Regions from separate parts of the Callithrix jacchus genome. Here region 1 is linked to region 2. The links are chromatin contacts, called in public Hi-C maps. All regions are on one chromosome and are shown on one strand. The core of a region is the stretch at or near the end of the contact, and the rest is flanking DNA. Distances in the headings are between cores, read along the strand shown. Region 1 overlaps LURAP1 (leucine rich adaptor protein 1). Region 2 overlaps MAST2 (microtubule associated serine/threonine kinase 2).

Region 1 (6,913 bases), core at 868-3,367, 190 kb before region 2:
TACCCCAGCTTTCCAGCCCACAACACTTTCAGGTGCCTATCCAATTGACCTTTAATTCCCTACCTGTGGAGCCACACCTGCTTCTGCAAGACCCATGTAAATTTCCTAATTTCACAGGTTCCCACTCCCACCTCTGCTTCTAACCCTTAAAGTCTGAAACGCTGAGCTCTATTCCTACGATGTCTGGAGCTACTAGCCCTCCTTCCCAGAAAAATGGTGGGTTCAGGATTGATTTTCCTCCTATCTGTGATCCACATTAGTGCATTCTTCCCCCTTCACCCAATCCAGTCTCAGGGTTTTCTTTCTTCAGAGCCTGCACCTCTTCCTCTAAAGATTAAGCTGCTTCTTTAGGAAGGGGTGAGAATGAAACATAACGGGAGAAATTTCTTTCAGTCCCTTTGGGCTTCAGCGGTGTTGACTGGAAATAGCTGGCCAAGTGATGAAGCTGTGGGCATGCAGGCTTGTGATCTGGGTTTTCTGACCTGGGCGTTGCCACAGCTTTACAATGGGTGGCGCTGGGCGAGTCTATGACTCATTTGCCTTTCTGTGCACTGAGGGAGCTGGTTTTGAGCTTGGTTGGAGGTTCCACCCAGCAACCCCAGCAGTCGTGCATAATGGCCACAAGAGGGCGGGCAACCTCTTCAGCTCACAAGTCTGCAGCCTGAACAAGTGAACTTCAAATAGGAATACTGTACAATGGCTTCTAAGAAGAAGGGTATGACTCCAGAACAATGTTGCTAAAGAGAAAAAAAAAAAGAAAGGCCAGGAATGGTGGCTAAGGCCTGTAATCCCAGCCCTTTGGGATGCTGAAGTGGGAGGATTGAGCCCAGGAGTTCGAGACCAGCCTGGGCAACATGACAAAACCATGTCTCTAGAAAAAATACAAAAAGTAACCCGGGCATGGTGACATGTGCCTGTAGTTGCAGTTACTTAGGAGGCTGAGGAGGATCACTTCAGCCCAGGGGGCAGCCGCTGCAGTGAGCCGAGACTGTACCACTGCACTCCAGGATGGGCAACGGAGTGAGACCCTGTCTTAGAAAAACAACAAGCTGGGCACAGTGGCTCACATCTGTAATCCCAGCACTTTGGAAGGCTGAGACGGGTGGATCACTTGAGGTCAGGAGTTCAAGACCAACTTGGTCAACATGTTGAAACCTTGTCTCTACTAAAAATACAAAAATTAGCTGGCCATGGTGGTGGTGCACATCTGTAATCCAGCCACTTGGGAGGCTAAGGCAGGAGAATCACTTGAACCCGGAAGGCAGAGGTTGCAGTGAGCCAAGATCACATCACTGCACTCCAGCTGGGATGACAGAGCGAGACTCCATCTCAAAAAACAAACAAAAAACAGGAAGGGTAGATAACCGAGGGCGCACTGCAAAATGGCAACAGAGTAAGGACTAGAATAGGAGATTCAAATTCTCAGTCTGAGGGGAAGTCAGGAGTCCCAAGGAGTTCTATGGAGAGGTCTTGTGAGCAGTGGAAAAGGCCGAAAATATACTTTGGAGATTTCAGTCATTTGAGGGGGTGAGAGGAGAAGAGAGGGTGTTTAGGGATGAGCCATGGACTGAATATTGCTCCAGAAGGACTGGGGTAGGAGTTTCAAAATGAGACTTGTGGAATTTAGGGAAACAGAGATGATCAGTGTGGCTTCCTTCCCTTCCCCAACACAGAATACAAAATAGAGAAGTGGCAGGAGTTATTCCAGGATTTGAGGAGGATGCCTTTTTTGCAGGACACAGTGAACAGCCAAAGTCATCTGACCTTCTTTTTCCTCTAGCATTCCAGTTTCAAGGCCCAGGAAAGGCAGGGACTAACAGATGGAGCAGTTACCCAGAATTCAGAGGATTAATCTCTACAAATTCATTCTCTGACACCAGCCACAGCTCTTGTCCCCCAACTCCGGGACTGTCCTCTCTCTGAGCCCCAGGTTGGCAGCTTTCCTGAATTCCTTCTATGATGTAATCTGTAATTCAGTAGAGCTCTGGGACCCAGGCTCAGGGCCAGTTCCCTGCTCCCTCCTCAGGTTCCAGGAGTCCGTCAGGGCTTGCTCTAAGGGAGGAAGTAAACAAGCCTTTCCCTTGCTCCCTCTCACCTTCCAGGATGGGGCAGGGGGACCAAAGAGCTTCTGTCTTTCCCTGCCACGCCCCCACACTGTAGCCCAGACAAGGCGATTCCTTGTGTCCCGACCTCAGGCAGGCATCCTTGTGACCAAATGGTGGAAGGCTGGGGACAGGGTGGGGGAAGGGCAGTCACAAAGTCAGAGAGGATTACACCTCCCCCATCCAAGATTCTGGTACACCCCCAGAGCTCTGAGACCTTGAGCTTCTCTCTCCCTGGCTCCCATCAACAAAGGCAGGGGAGGCCAGGACTCACCTGCATATAAAAGGCCTGGAGAAACTGAGAAGGCAAGGACACACAGAAGCTGAACTTCTTGGCAGGGAGATATGGAGTCAGAATACAGGAATAGGGCCAGACACAGTGACTCCTGCCTGTAATCTCAGCACTTTGAGAGGCTGAAGCAGAAGGACAGCTGGAGTCCAGGAGTTCAAGTCTACCCTAGGAAACATGGCAAAATGCTGTCTCTGGAAAAAACCACAAAACTTAACTAGGCATGGTGATGCATGCCTCTAGTTTTAGCTCCTCCGGAGGCTGAGGAGGGAGGATCACTTGAGTCCAGGAGATTGAGCCTGCAATGAGCACCACTGCATTCCAGCCTGGATGACAAAGTGAGAGCTTGTCTCAAAGAAACAACAAAACAAAAAACAGAATACAGGAATGGAGGCAACACAGGAACAGGGTAAGACAAGGGACTGTGGTGGGGCGGACCACACAGATTTGAGAGCAATAAGTGGAGACCCCTGAAAGCTTCTCTCCCTAAAAGCAGAGTCAGGAGTGCTGGCCCAGACAGGGATACAGGGATGGAGCCACAGAGGAAGTGAGATTCCCTAGGATAAAATGAGAACGCTCTATTTAAAAAGTAAGAACCTTCTGAAAAGAAGCACAAACATCTGACAGTGAAAGGCTTTCCTGCTAGGAGGAGTGACATCTTCATGTTCACTAGAAGTAATGGTATGGATAATAAATAATGTGATCACTTAGCAGCAGGGGCTCAGATACCCCTATATGACCTACCACCATCCAAGAGCTACCCATACTGGCAGGAAAGGACATCACTTAGCAGGTAGGAAGGGGCAAGTCCACCAGCCCAGAGCCTTCTGGGAGGGCCAACCCATAGAGGGTTAGTCCTGAATGTCCATGTCCCTCCTCAATCTTCCATCTTGGCCAAGAGAGGGGCCAAGGCTTCTAGACTTTGGGTAAAGTAATTACACCCCCATCTCTTCATCAGTGAACTCCTGGGGGTCCTAAATGCCTTAAATCCTTGCCTAGCTTCGGGGAATAGTAAGAGATACTTCACACCAGAAGCCACAGGTCAATCCTCTAGAGTCAGTATCTCTACAGAAATATCTCTAGGGGCCAGGCACAATCCTAGCACTTTGCGAGGCTGAGGTGGGAGAACCCCTTGAGCCCAGGAGTTTGAGACCAGCCTGGGTAACATAGGGAAACCCTGTCTCTACCAAAAAAAAAAAAATTAAAAATTAGCTGGGCAGGGTGGTACATGTCTGTGGTCCTAACTATGTGGGAGGCTGAGGTGGGAGGATTGCTTGAGCCCAGGAGGTCAAGGCTACAGTGAGCCATGATCATGCTGCTGCTCTCCAGCTTGAGTGACAGCATAAGACTGTCTCAAAAAAAAAAAAAAAAAAGAAAGAAAGAAAGAGCTCTAGGGACCCAATAATTGAGGGATAAAGGAAGAGCCTCCCTAGGTACCAGTAAATGATGAGCCAGGTTTCCATAGCAACTGATTTCAGTGCAGCCTCTTCCTAGTCTCAGACTGAGGGAGAATCAATTTTGAGGGAGACCACAAATAACAGATAAAAGAGGATTACAAAAGGGTGGAAAAGTTGTTACAAGAAGGTCACATCATCCTGGCACTGCTCCCAGAACCAGTGGGCCTCGAAGCCCAGCTTGGCACTGTCATCCTCTGGTGACTCAGGTGGTCCACCTTGAAGCCTCTCCCCTGGGGGCTTCCACACAGCCCTCAAACTCCCTAGCCTCATGGCTGTCACATCTACCTCAGTCCTGGCCCTCTCTCCACCAGCTATAATTTTTGCCCAGTCCATCTCAGGACGTGGAGCCCCAGGTGGGCCCTGTTCATCCAGCTCGCCAGGGGCCACTGTGTCCAGGAAGCTGCCAATAGAGACACTGTCCAGCCGGTCGGTGGTGCTGGTGTCTGGCAGGCTGTCCCAGCTGCCTCTCCTTGAGCGGCCTGGGCTCCCGCCTGTCAGGCTATATTGACTGCTGGTGAGGCTGCTGCAATGACTGGTCAACGTCCCCCGCTCTTCCAACAGCCAGCGCACTGCCTCGATGCCCTCATTCAAGGTCACCAGCTGCTGCAGGATCTTCACATCGATGGCTCGCAGGTAAGCCTGGGAGAGTGGGAGAAGGAATTAGTCCCAGTTCTGGGGTGTGGGTTTCCCCAGCGTTTCCATAGGCCCCTACCTTGTAGCCCAGCCAACCATGTTCCACTTGAAGATGATGGAATTATAATGGCTTGCAGTATGGGCTTCAGAAGCAGATGGACTGCAGCCTCAGATTTCAGCTCTACCACTGATTAGCCATATATTCTTTGACCCTCAGTCTCTTTATTTGCAAAACAGGACTAAATCACTTACCTCACAGGGTAGCTGTGAGGATTCTGAAATGCTGTCTATTAAGTAGTCAGCACAGTGTCTAGCACAGACGAAGGTCTCAGTAAATGCTAAGTATTAAAATCCAATCTTACTAAGCTTTGAACTTCATATTTAGGGTACCTTTTTTTTTGACAGGGAGTTTTGCCCTTGTTGCCCAGGCTGGAGTGCAGTGATGTGATCTTGGCTCATTGCAACCTCCACCTCCCGGGTTCAGGCAATTCTCCTGCCTCAGCCTCCCAATTAGCTGGGATTGCAGGCATGTGCCACCACACCCAGCTAATTTTGTATTTTTAGTAGAGACGGGGTTTCACCATGTTGGCCAGGCTGGTCTTGAACTCTTGGCTGCCCGCCTTGGCCTCCCAAAGTGCTGGGATTACAGGCATGAGCCACCGTGCCCGGCCACAGGGTACTGACTATTGAACCTGGCCAGATTCACCAGAAATACACAGAAACAAACAATAGCCAGAGGGGGTGTTAATCAGGAAGCAGAATGGGCCAAAAGGAGCAGGAGCTGGGGAATAAAGAGTTAACCTGGTTCCTTAGTCCCTTCAGCTCATTCGTAGCAGCCACTGAGGGAGAAAAGGGTTGACCAGAGCTTAGAAGGGTCAGAATCCCACTGGCTGGGCACTCAGGGCTTCTCCCCTGTACACACCAGCCTCCAATTTGACTTACAGGGTAATCTCAAGGGTCCCTTCCAGCTTAGATACACTGTTACCTTCCCTAAGCACAAGTCTGAACCTGTCTCTCCCTGCTCAAGAGCCTTCATGGGCTTTGCACAGCTCTTACAGAGTGCTGAATCTTAACATCTACAATAGCAGGGAACTCTGCCCTGCTCTTAGAGAATGAAAAATAAACATTTTAGCAGCTGGCATTCAAAATCCTGTAACATGTGGCTCTCACCCATCACTATAGCTTCACCTCTAGCATTTTGCCCTGTGAACCCAAGGCCCTGCCACAAATGACTTTAACATTAGTTTTATTTAGTTTTACTTGTATTTTATTATTATTTTTTGAGACAAGGTCTCTCTCCATCACTCAGGCTGGAGTCCAGTGGCACAATCATGGCTCATACAGCCTCCATCTCCTGGTCTCAAGCAATTCTCCCACCTCAGCCTCCCAAGGAGCTGAGACCACAGGTGTGCACCACCACATCTAGCTAATTTTATTTTTTGCAGAGACAAGGTCTCACCTTGTTGCCCAGGTTGGTCTCAAAACTCCTAGGCTCAAAGCCATTCTTCTACCATGGCCTCCCAAAGTGCTAGGATTATAGGTGTGAGCCACCACGCCCAGCCCAGTTTCACTTCCAATCAAAGTAGCAGAAGCACAGAGATTAAAGAAGCAAACAGTTCCACAAGATCACGAACATGAACGGTTCTCCCATCCTGGTTCTACATCCCAGAAACAACTATTATTATTTATTTAGCTATTTATTTTGGTATTTACCTCCTAATCTCCAAATAACATGCTTATATTGCTTTTTTTTTTTGAGACAGAGTCTCAAAAGTGCAGTGGTGCGATCTCAGCTCATTGCAACCTCCGCCTCCTGAGTTCGAGCAATTCTGCCTTAGCCTCCCAAGTAGCTGGGATTACAGGCATGCGCTACCACACCTGGCTAATTTTTATTATTTTTTGTGTGTGACAGAATCTCGCTCTGTCACCAGGCTGTAGTGCAGTGGTGCAGTCTCGGCTCACTGCAACCTCCACCTCCCAGGTTCAAGTGATTCTCCTGTCCCAGACTCCCGAATAGCTGGGATTACAGGCGTCCGCCACCACACCTGGTGAACTTTTGCATTTTCAGTAGACACAGGGTTTTGCCACGTTGGCCAGGCTGGTCTCAAACTCTTGACCTCAGGTGATCCACCCATCCCAGCCTCCCAAAGTGCTGGGATTACAGGCATGAGCCACCGCACCTGGCATTTTTTTTTTTTTAGATGGAGTCTCGCTCTATCGCCCAGCCTAGAGTGTAGTGGTGTGATCTTGGCTCACCGCAACCACTGCCTTCAATCAATTATCGTGCTTCAGCCTCCCGAGTACCTGGGACCACAGGTACCCATAACCATGCCTGGCTAATTTTTGTATTTTTAGTAGAGACAGGGGTTCACCATGTTAGCCAGGCTGGTCTTGAACTCCTGACCTCCTGAACTCTGCCCACTTTGGCCTCC
Region 2 (5,979 bases), core at 1,755-4,254:
TTCAGCTTTTCTAGGCGAAGCTTTCATCACAGAACAGTGCTGTCTCCACCTGGCCATAGATGCCGTGCCCTGATTCGGGCCTGGATAGGCTGCCTGTGTCCTTCCCACTGATCTGCCCAAGAATGAGGACCACCCAACACTTTCACTCCCTCTCCAAGCCTTGATGGGACCTCCCACTTACTTTAGGCCTCATGTGCTTTGAAGAAGCTTTGAGAGCCAATGTGGTGTCTTCCATGGGTCTCCTCTCTTTGCTGCAAGTAATCAGCCCCATGTGTTCTCTTAAACTGAGAATTGCACCTGGGCAATTCGTTTCCTAAGGTGGTCTCTGCTGCTAGTTAAGAACCCAGAGCACCCCTCCGTGAGGCTTCAGTGGCCTCAGAAACCAGAGGGTCCAGATCAGGGCTTGCTTGGGCCCTCTGCTACCAACTGCTCAGCCCTGCTTTAGCTCCCGCCACTTGTGGCAAACAACCTTGTTTCCTTACAGATTCCAGCATGTGACTTTGGTGCCCTGTTACTTGTGAAAAATCTTGTCTTTGATGTAGTCAAAAAAATTCATGTAGTTAACTTAAAAAATACCTAACTCACAAGAAAGCCAACTGTATGTCTTGTGATGGGACAGTTCATAATGTAGTTCTAGACCACTTTGCAAATTGTTCTTGTCACCAGATACGTTCAGACACTGCTGTGCAATTGTGGGGGAGGGTAGGGGGAAAGATGAGAGGAGATACTTACTGGTCTTTTTGTTTTATACCTCCCCAAGAGGGGACAGTCTGGCCAGCTTGCTCCAGTAATGCAATAAAGACATTGCAATAAAGCAATCTTTTTGTCTTCATGCTGTGAAGGGGTGGGCTGGGGCAGAGTGGAGGTCAAGAGAGAAGAGGAGTACTCGGGTGTTGAATAGCCCTTGAAACTTTAAAACCTTCTCTCCGGTAAGCAAGCACCGAAAGACCTAGTACTAGGGTTGAACGGGGGCAACAAGAGGCTCTCTTCTTCCTGGGAGAGGACGTTGACTCCAACTAGGCATGCCAGAGTCCTGTCCACTGGACAAAGGACACAGGGAGTCTCAGATAGTGACTCTGAGAAAACTAAATCTGAAAGCCATTTCCTCCACACCTCACCACCTACTCGTAATAAGCCCAGTTTATTGGTTCTTACATATTTCTGCCCAGAATTAAAAGTGTTTCCACATTCTACTCTGGGGAGGGGGAAATGGGCCCAGCTTTAGTCTGTCATCTTGTTGCCCCCAGGCCCTTGTCGTCACCTGCACATTGCTGAGGTTCCATTATATTCTGGGAATGTAATGAGCAAACATGATAACCTCTTGTTGCATAGGACATTGCAGCTCTCATCCAAGTCTCAGGCCCCACCCATGTGTGCTCAATTACAAATAGATTGAGCAGGGAACAGTCTGTTGTTGTAAGTGACCTTGCCTATGTCTTTTCTCCCCACTACATTTTAGATGATCACAGCCTCCCCCAAGACCTCTGCTACAACTATGGATGATTTCTCCTAACTCAGAGTTGTTCCCACTTCTGTGTTTAGGATGCTCAAATTCCTTTCTTCTTCCCAGTTCTTTCTTCTGAACTCTACCTGCCAGCTGGATGTTTCCACTGGGCTCTGAGGTTTAAACTTGTTTACTTGGGGCTGGGCATGGTGGCTCACACCTGTAATCCCAACACTTTGGGAGGCTGAGGTGGGTGGATCACCTGATGTCAGGAGTTCAAGACCAGCCTGGCCAATGCTGTGAAACCCCATCTCTACTAAAAGTACAAAGTTAGCCAGGCGTGGTAGCATGCACCTGTAATCACAGCTACTCGGGAGGCTTGAAGCACAAGAACTGCTTGAATCCGGGATGCACAAGTTGCAGTGAGCCGAGGCTGCCCCACTGCACTCCAGCCTGGGCAACAGTGAGACTCCATCTCAAAAAAACAAAACAAAACAAAAAACTTTTTACTTGGCAGAAAAAGTATGGTTGGCTATTAATTCCCTTACCTTCCTACTACCGAACCTACAAACATATCTATATCTACATAACTATTCTCCCTCCCACCTGTTAAATTACAAAAGTACCTTCCAGCTAAAGTCAATTTACTTCACCTGTATTTTGGAATCTTATTTTCTTCCACCTCAGGAATCTCCCAAGATTAATGATCGATTCTTTCTCTACTTCAACTAGATCATCCCCATTGACATCTAAATATGGTTGTTTCTCATTCTACTCACCCAATCCCTACTAAATCATCTCATACCCCTTTATCTCTTTTCTCCTCTTCAAAGCCAAGCCTTTGGAGAGAGCTGACTAAATGTCCTAATTCCTCACCTCAGCATTTCAGTACTGGTTCCACCACTGTTTGAAACTGCTTTTCTTGATGTCTTCAATAACCATCACTGTTAACTATCTTCTCCATGGAAAGGTCCTTCATGGACCCTCTTAAGACTCAATGTCATATTCTGCGACATCTGACTGTTCCTTTTACATCTGGATTCCTTCAGCTCTCAAGGCCATTTTATCTGGCAGTTTTATCCACAGCCATGAATCCACCTACCATCTCTAGGCCGATTACGTTTGTTTCACTTGCCCAGACCTCCATTGGAAGCTACGTCATATTTAGCATATGGAATGCAGCACTGAACTACTCAGCCCTGGTTCTCTTCCTTCTTTCTTCAGTGAATGGAAATACATTTTATCTGGTTATGTAACTCAGAAATGTAGTTAGTCATCCTTGATAGCCTTCTGCTTCATATCTACCTAAAGTCCTTCACCAAGTATCAATCAAAACACCACTTTAACTTCACTACCATCTGCACTCTTAATCCTAGAAGGCTCCCTTCTTCCATTCTTGTCCCCCTAAAATCCATTCTCATTATAGCAACCAGTCATCTTTTCAAAATACAAATCTGAACCTATGTAAAACATTAAATAAGTCTCTGCTGTCTTAGGGTGAACTACAAAATAAGATGGTCTGGCTTCTCCCTGATTCAGGATCTCATTCCCCACCTTCAACTTCTTTTCACTGGCTCTCTCCCCTCTGCTAGTGCCAGTATCTCGGGCCTTTTTTCTTTCTCATTCTGCGCATGTTCCCTGAGCAGTCCTCATCTCCTGTGACTTTAACTGCCCTCGACTTCCTGATGGCTCCCAAATCTAGGTGTCACAGCTCCCCACCCTTTCCTTCCTTACCTCCTCACTGTTGCTGTCCTAGTTCAGACCACCAAAATGGGATCACTACATGATTCTCTGCGGTGCACTCACTCCACTCCAGCCTTTCTATACCACAGCCAGAGTGGTCTTCCTAAAACAAATACCACTTAACTCTTCACTACCCTCAGGATAAAACCACCAGTTTCTCAAGGGGAACATCACTGACACTTGGGGCAGTTGCCTGATGTGGTACAGGATGTTTGATGTTTAGCATCGCTGTACTCCCTCCTCCCATTCCCATTTCCAACCCTCTAGGAGGGCAGTTCCCAACGTCCTTTTCACCTGTGGTGTGGTGCTTCTGAGCAGATCCTTACATGCATGGGGCACTCACTCCTTCAGCCATGCCCCTGCCATCTTCAAGCTCACAACCTGTGACCTGTGTGCCCAGGTCCCAGTGCATTAGCCCAGGGTCTGCTGTGAATGAATGAAGGAATATGTGAAGAGAGGACTAGAAGGCTGAGGGGCCAAATAGCGGAATAGGCTCTGCCACTGTGGATACGGCACGCCCTCTGGTGGCCACAGCCTTCACAGACAATGGCCCAGAGGGATTTTCATCTCCAGGCCTCCTAACACCTCTTCTTCAGACCTAGGCACTGGTTTGTGAGATGATCAGTGCAATAACCACTGCAAGACAGTTTCTCAAGTCCTCCATCACTATGGAGATACTCAAAGCCTTGGTACTCTACCAAGCCCCACTGTCTGCCCTGTGATGCCACCTCCTGACTCCTCTGGCACTGGTCCCATTTATGCCTTCCCCTTCCTCCTACACTATCCATCAAATGAAGTTCTCAGTGAGGGATGCACATGATGTCCACCGCTAGTGCTGAGGCCTACCTGCAACAGCCCAGGAAGGGCTTATTACTAAATACAATTGGCAGCTTTCTGTTTTCATCTCACCCTCATCTCTGCATTTTATCAAGTAACTTCTCCATTTTAAAACCCTTTCCTCCCATGGACTTTATGACTCTCTTCTGGCTGCTGCTTCTGTCTTTTCTCTTGTATCTCAAATACACCCAAAGTTAAACTCTGCCTCCTCTCATCTCTTCCTCTCCTCATTTCCTGGCTGAGGCACTCCAAGTTAGGAGACACATATAAGTTCTGGAACAAGGGAGACCTAGGTTCTAACTCCAGTTGTACCCAAGCTGTATTACCATGGGCATGAAAGCCTGAGTTCCCTTATCTATAAAGAAGGAATTTTAGTTGCTACATGATATTTTCTGGTTCCCTATCACTTTCACAAAGTCAAATCTCCTAGACGACCATTAGACATAGCCCTTGCCTCACTTGCCAGACCCATTTCTACTTTGAATTGTCTTTGGTTCCTTCCTAAACTTTGTCTGGAGATCCTTTCTTAAGCCAACCTCCACTCTTCCACTCCCAGCAAACTACTACCTATCATCTATTCATGTTTGAGCTCAAATGTCACAGTCTTTGGGAAGTCAAGATGGGTTAGGTGGCCCTCCCCGATGGTGGAAACTATTTTTTTCACCACTATATTCTCAGCAGCAACACAGGACCTAGTTACATGTGGATTGACCAAAGGAAAGCAAGCAAAAGACATAAAGATGGTTTCCAGGAGCATATATTACACAGGTTTGAGTGCAAGAAATGGCAAACAGCTGTTATGTTTGCTTTAAAAACTCATCTGGTGCCAATGCCAAATCCTGATGTTTTTGATGGCCCCCTGGTTCTTGGCCCCTCCAGAGGAGGCTGGGCTCAGACTCCTGGGTGAGGGGGCAGCCTCGGCATGGAACATCCTGCCGTCTGTCACCTGAGGCATCAGGCACTTGGGTGATGCTCAGGGCTGGATCCTCTTTCACTATTTGTGCACACTCAGACTCCCATAGCCAGCCTTGGCTGGGATCCTCACAAGGGGGATGGGTCAGTCTGGGGGCACTAGGTGGCTGTGTCTTGCCCTGCTCCCTGGGAGACAGGTTCTTAGGGTGGGCTGGAGTTGTGGTTTCCAAATCCTGGAGCTTGGCTAGCCCACCTGCCATGGTTGCCCTTCTGCTTGGGGATGCCCTGTCTGGGCCCTCAATATGGAATTTCCAGGACCATGTGCCCAGCTTCCCAGAGGTGGAGGTGGGAGGAGAGCGGCTGCTGGTGGGGGCGAGTCCTGAAGAGCTGGGGGAAAGTGCTGTTAGTGCCTGGGTGTGGAGGCCCTGAGCCTTCCAGCAACCTTCAGAAAGGATGGGGTCTGTAGCTCCAGACTTACTCAGGTTGGGGTCTGGTGAGGAGGTGCTGGCAGCCTCCTCAACAGTTTGTGGGCTCCTGAGCCTCCTCTGGGGGCCACTGGGACCTTCCATTTTGGGAGGCCCCAGTGTAATCCCGGTCAATAGGCCTGGGACCACTGGGCCCGGACTCCTGGGGACTCTGGACGAGAAAGTATCCTCTTCCCCACCCTCTTCTGCTCCTCTGGGGGCCACACTCTGGCTCACTTCTGGGTGAGGTGCCACACTCAGCTCCTGTGCACCCTGGCTGTTCTCAGGCCCCTCCTCCATGTCATCCTCTGAGGAGTCCACCTCACGGATGGCTTCTTGCTTCTGCAGTGACTCTCGTCGTTCGGCTCGGTCCTGTCGGAGAGTGCCTAGGGCCCGTGAAGGAGCAGGCTGCAGCAGCACCCCTTTCCCTGGCAGGGCTCCCTTGCCAGAAAGCACACCCCTGGCTCCAACTGCCTCCAGAGGGCTGACTTCCCTAGGCGGCAGTTCCTTCTTTAGCTCAGAGTGGGGCAGGTCAAGGCTGTGCTTGCGAGAAGTGGCTAGCTTCTTCTCGGAAGCGGC

Evidence for each region. Hi-C and Micro-C count contacts between places; a contact is called where the count stands out from the background.
Region 1: a Hi-C map of skeletal muscle shows a contact between it and region 2, with 9 times the contacts expected there. The contact joins two enhancer-like sites. A contact is called at or near these places in 2 of 3 Hi-C or Micro-C datasets (both in skeletal muscle).

The regions. Positions count from the first base shown.
Region 1 is chr7:82,991,590-82,998,502 of calJac240_pri, reverse strand. LURAP1 (leucine rich adaptor protein 1) reads right to left here. Exons shown (of 4, transcript XM_078331619.1): 4 at 1-4,487. The coding sequence ends at 3,966. Among named protein-coding and RNA genes, the nearest start is that of POMGNT1, 21 kb to the right of the region's middle. Within about 2 kb of position 2,117, at least 8 of the 16 cell types and tissues checked have an H3K27ac peak or open chromatin away from gene starts, as enhancers often do. A contact at or near this core is called in skeletal muscle, where this site is marked.
Region 2 is chr7:82,806,381-82,812,359 of calJac240_pri, reverse strand. MAST2 (microtubule associated serine/threonine kinase 2) reads right to left here. Exons shown (of 30, transcript XM_078331601.1): 30 at 4,766-5,979. The coding sequence ends at 4,822. PIK3R3 (phosphoinositide-3-kinase regulatory subunit 3) reads left to right here. Exons shown (of 12, transcript XM_078331615.1): 12 at 1-818. Among named protein-coding and RNA genes, the nearest start is that of PIK3R3, 99 kb to the left of the region's middle. Within about 2 kb of position 3,004, at least 4 of the 16 cell types and tissues checked have an H3K27ac peak or open chromatin away from gene starts, as enhancers often do. A contact at or near this core is called in skeletal muscle, where this site is marked.